Regions from separate parts of the Mus musculus genome. Here region 1 is linked to region 2. The links are chromatin contacts, called in public Hi-C maps. All regions are on one chromosome and are shown on one strand. The core of a region is the stretch at or near the end of the contact, and the rest is flanking DNA. Distances in the headings are between cores, read along the strand shown.

What was found. A called contact is a pair of places that touch in the nucleus more often than the background predicts.
Region 1: a Hi-C map of Th1 cells shows a contact between it and region 2, with 2.5 times the contacts expected there. The contact joins two enhancer-like sites. A contact is called at or near these places in 1 of 15 datasets of contacts at CTCF or cohesin (CD8 T cells), 2 of 484 Hi-C or Micro-C datasets (Th1 cells and Th2 cells) and 2 of 115 datasets of contacts at active chromatin or transcription factors (CD8 T cells and memory CD8 T cells).

Annotation. Positions count from the first base shown.
Region 1 is chr15:62,729,302-62,732,001 of GRCm38.p6, forward strand. No RefSeq gene overlaps it. Among named protein-coding and RNA genes, the nearest start is that of Gm41333, 61 kb to the left of the region's middle. Within about 2 kb of position 1,405, at least 31 of the 459 cell types and tissues checked have an H3K27ac peak or open chromatin away from gene starts, as enhancers often do. A contact at or near this core is called in CD8 T cells, Th1 cells, Th2 cells and 1 more, where this site is marked.
Region 2 is chr15:62,456,855-62,459,554 of GRCm38.p6, forward strand. No RefSeq gene overlaps it. Among named protein-coding and RNA genes, the nearest start is that of Gm41333, 210 kb to the right of the region's middle. Within about 2 kb of position 1,332, at least 32 of the 459 cell types and tissues checked have an H3K27ac peak or open chromatin away from gene starts, as enhancers often do. A contact at or near this core is called in CD8 T cells, Th1 cells, Th2 cells and 1 more, where this site is marked.

The DNA.
Region 1 (2,700 bases), core at 155-2,654, 270 kb after region 2:
GAGTAAAACAAAAGATGAGCACGGGAAGTCAACTCGAAAACCTCAATGGCAATGCCCCACTTAGAAGTACTGATGGCCTTCACTAGAAGAGTAGCAGTAGACTTGGAAAATTCATGCCAGGCTCCCAGTTCAGGTACTAGAGAAGGTATAAGTGAATGTGATCAACTGGTTTTATTTTTTATTTTTACTTTTTCAATTAATGGGGAAGTCAGAGGAAACTGTGGAAAAGGAACAAGGTTTTGATTATTTAAAAGTAGTTGATGGCTTTCAACATGGACATACTTAATGTGAAAGCCCATAAGTCATAATAACGTTCTTTAACCTAGGAAGTTGAACTTCAGACTAGAGATGGAAATTTTGGATATCTTGGCATGAACTTAACACTGCAAGTAAGTAAGTAAGTGGGTAATGATGTCCAGGAATAAAGAGCCAAGAAGCTCATTGAGGTCAAGACCTGAAGTTGACCCTATATTAATAAATTATGCAGTAGACATGGTTGGCCAAAGAAGTTGATATGGAAGAACTGGAAAGAAGGATAGAGGAAAGCACCCAGGCTTTGGTTTTACTAAGCACAAGAGATAAAGTCTTCTAGATTAAGGTTGTAATGAAATGCTACTTAGAATTCACCAGGGAAGTGTTGGGTCCACATTGTAGGATTCTGAGATCTTCTTGCCCTCACATAATAGATTCATCTTTTATTCTTGCTGTGTCTAGGAACAACTAGGAAAGAAAACCTCATTGCTTATTACAAATTATGAAATTCTTTTCAAGTAAACGATGTCATAATCACACAGTGAAGGATTTTCCATCTTCCAAATGAGGAACTAGTTTCTTGGAGAAGATAACTTTCTTTTCCTAAGTAAAATACCTGGTATTACAGTATAACTAGACCTAGTCTAACGTTCTGTACTAATATATCAGTGGTTGGTAGATGACGGAGATGTGAGGTCATATGCCAGTTCACATATATTATCTATAGCAGTGGTTCTTACCCTTCATAATGCTGTGATCCTCCAATATATTTCTACATGTTGTGGTAAACCCCAATCATCAAAGTATTTTTGCTACTATTAGTAACTGTAATTTTGTAACTGTTATGAATCACACTGTAAATATCTGTGTTTTCTGGTGGTCTTAGGTGACCCCAGTGAAAGGGTTGTTCACTACGGTTCTTTAGGTTGTGACCTAAAGGGTTCACAATCTACAGGTTGAAAACCACTGAGCTATACAAATATATGTACTTTGGAATGTATTTGTATAGTCCTATGTGTATGTGTGCACCTGCATTTCCTCAAAGTTGAAGCATAAAGATAAAGTAAACTTCAGCGTGCAAAGAGAGTGGCCACATTTCCTAGAATAGAAGAGGATGTGGTCCCATATTGTGTTAAGGTGATTGATGGGAGGGAAGAGCCTGACAGTGTCAACCAATAGCTGTAGAGGATTGACAGTGTGTGAGGTTATGTTCCAGCATCTGTCATCGTGAGAACTGGTCTCCAAATGCAGATGTTTACAGAAGACAGGCTCAGAGCCCCTCAGTATGAAGCAGCTTCAGCTGCAGATCAAGATTTCTAGGTATTTCTCCATAGTAAAAACAAGTGAAGCAGCAGCGACATCTACAAAGAGAAAACAGGAAAATATAAAGTGGAGGTATGAGTCCTTCTTCCACTTCTTTGCTCACATTAGTCATATTAAAATATTTATATATACATGAGTATTGCATTTACATAATTTTCAACTCTCTCCTCCTCCAAATCCTTCCCTACTCTCTCTCGAATTCATGACCTCTTCTCTTTATTTTATTGGATATTTTCTTTATTTACATTTCAAATGTTATCCTTTTCCCGGTTTCCCCTCCAAAAAACACACTCCTCCCTCTTCTTGCTCACCAACCCACCCACTCCCGCTTTCTAGCCCTGGCATTCCTCCACATTGGGGCATATAACCTTCATAGGACAAAGGGCCTCTCCTCCCACTGATGACCAAGTAGGCCATCCTCTACTGCATATGCAGCTGGAGCCATGAGTCCCACCATGTGTGCTCCTTGGTTGGTGGTTTAGTTCCTGAGAGCTCTGGGGGGTACAGGCTAGTTCATATTGTTGTTCCTCCTTTGGGGCTGCAAACCCCTTCAGATCCTTAGGTCCTTTCTCTAGCTCCTTCATTGGGGACCCTGTGCTCAGTCAAATGGATGGCTGTGAGCATCCACCTCTATATTTGTGAGGCACTGACAAAGCCTCTCAGGAGACAGCTATATCAGGCAAGTACTTGTTAGCATCCACAACAGTTTCTGGGTTTGGCAATTGTAAATGGGATGGATCTACAGGTGAGTCAGTCTCTAGATAGTCATTTTTTTTCAGTCTCTACTCCACACTTTATCTCTGTAACTCCTTCCATGGGTGTTTTGTTACCCCCTTCAAAGATGGATAGAAGTAGCCACACTATTATGACCTCTTCTCTAATTATTGTGTTCTCTCTCTCTCTCTCTCTCTCTCTCTCTCTCTCTCTCTCTCTCTCTCTCTTTCCTCTGTATGTAAATACAACATTCTGATTTCATTTCTGTTGCTCATATGTGCATGCATTTAGGGCTCACTACTTCAATTTGGATAACATATTAGGCAATTATTTACTATGGAAATTGATTTATTCTCCTGTCTCTTTGTCCTTCAATTGCATGTATATCTGTTCTCCCTCCACCCCTGTCTG
Region 2 (2,700 bases), core at 82-2,581:
TTGAAGCAGAAAAGAAATGGGGAGAAAGTCTTTACTGAGGTTGCTCAAAGCTGCTGAGAGAGGACTTTTCATAGAAGCTGCTTTCTTTGTAACTATATATTTTTACCTTTTTTGGACGGAGATGTGGGCCAGTATTTCTTCTGTCTAGCTTTCCTTCTCCTCTTGCTCAGGTGTCTGAAACCACCAATTGTTCTTTTAATGAATGGGGTCACAGTGAGTCCCCTTACCACCACAGTGCTTCCTAAGGGCCCACCTCCATTTGTACCTAAACTTGACCTTCCTCTTGCTATTGCTCTTCAGTGACCAATTTCTAAATTCCAGGAACTCGGGGCTGTACTCTAAAGAGCAGCTTTTCTCACTTCTGGCTCTGGGCTTTGACCCACACAACACATCCTGTTAGAAAAAAAAAGTACCAAAAATGGTAATGACAGAGGCATGCACCTCCCCCTGTCTCCTCCCCCTGTCTCCTCCCCCATCCTGATAGTACCTCCAGGAGGTTGAACCTGTGAGGAGGGAGGCTTGCTATCTTTTCATGTGCTGTGAGGATCCTGTGTCTGTTTCTTTGCATTATGAATGCAATGCACATTGTACAAAAGTAAACTACTATGAGTAAAAGGTCTCTATCCCAGTCCTATCCTCAACCCCTGAATTCTGCCCCTGAGAATCAACCTGCTGTTGCACATTTATTGTGTCTGTCTATGGGATTCAATGTGTACATATTTGGTGGCATTTTGTTACTCAAAGTGTGGCATGGTGTCGCACCCGCCTCGTTCTATTGAGAGCACCATGCTCCATTAATCATTTTCCCATACCTCCCTCTTTCTAAACCAAGGGATAATCCTTAGGCATATGAACCTCTGGTTCATTCAAGGAGTTAGCTGAAGGGCATTAAAATTGCTTGAAAAGAAAAAAAAAGAGCAAATAAGCAAGACTGTAGCTCAGTGGCAGTGCTTGCCCAGCATACAGGTTAGCTCCTAGTTCCCTTCTCAGTACTGGGTTCAGCTCCCAGTACTGTCAAAAGACAGGGAGGTGGGGAAGAAAATGGAGAAGCAGTTAATACCCCTGATACCTATGTCCCTACATAATTTCCTTGGATTTAATTCTACATCCAGTGAGAAAATGGGAGGTTTGGAGGCATTGTGTTGTGATTCAAGTACACAAACACCTGGAATTCCTGGAATGTTCCTGCCTGTGTCTCTTGTCATTTTTGTAGAACTCTCCTTTGAAGATTGGGTGCAGAGGTCACTTCCTCTAGTCTTAAACCGTTCTAAACCAGCTCCAGCTGGGGAAATTCACTACTCACTTCTTGAGTATCAATGGTGGTTTCCAAGCTGCAGCTGTGCAAGCACCTCTTCCTCCACCGAGAGACTTGTGAACCCAGATTTCTGAACTACAACCTCTACTCCACCCCCACACACCCCCTTCCAGCCTCACCCCTCCAGAACTTACTACTCTAGAATTCTTAGTGAGCTCTGAGCATGTGCCTTCCTAGCAAGGGCCTGGTGGTGCCCCATCACTTGTCAGAAGCACACTTGGAGAGCCAGTTGCCTCCCTTGTGCCCTCTGCTGAGTTAAGCTTCCTCCCTACCACACCTCAAACATAGGGCATGGATTGGTTCTTTGAAATGCTCAACCACCCTTTCTTTCTTTTTAGTCCAACATCCATGTGAAGGCTGGGGTGATTAGCCCACATTTTCCCTTCATGATTTGGCAGAATTCCCAAAAACACTGTAGTAGTTGTGTGTATGTGTGTATGTGTGTGTGTGTGCGTGCGTGCGTGTGTGTGTGTGTGTGTGAAATGAATAAATGTGTTGAAATAACTTATTGCATTTCTGATAGTGTACCTTTAGGGACTTATGTGTCTTCCATGTCCAGTGCTACCAGCTTTGCTTTGTTGGTCTGCTCTGTAACTGGTACTCTAAATTTTACCTCCACCTCTTGTTTAGTTATTATCTCTGTGGCAGGAGAGGTGATGTTATAATAAAATGTGACTATAAATGTAAGAACTGACACTCTTTATTTCTAGCCATAAATCCTCATATATCCATGTCATTCTATATGTAATGTCCCCCATTCTTGGCATCACTATAACCTCTGTTCCTCATACCAAATTGGTTCTACTCTGTGACACAGGAAAGGTAGTAGATTCTAGTATGACCACACGAGGCCAAGGCTTTGAAATTCTCTAACACTTTGGGACCAGGAAAAGATACAAATTCTGGAGGGAGAAGGAGACTGTAATGAATGAAAATAGAAGAGTAAAGCCCATGGAAAGCCAGACAATAAAGTAGCTGGTGGTGATGGCTGAAAGACATCATAGCCTGGAAACATAAACTTTGTGGTCAGGTAATGTCAAGGAGGGTGTCTTAGTCGGGTTTCTATTCCTGCACAAACATCATGACCAAGAAGCAAGTTGGGGAGGAAAGGGTTTATTCAGCTTACACTTCCACATTGCTGTTCATTACCAGGGAAGTCAGGACTGGAACACAAGCAGGTCAGGAAGCAGGAGCTGATGCAGAGGCCATGGAGGGATGTTACTTACTGGCTTGCTTCTCCTGGCTTGCTCAGCTTGTTTTCTTATAGAGCCCAGGACTACCAGCCCGGGGATGGCACCACCCACAAGGGGCCCTCCCCACTTGATCACTAATTGAGAAAATGCCTTACAGCTGGATCTCATGGAGGTATTTCTCGCCTGAAGCTC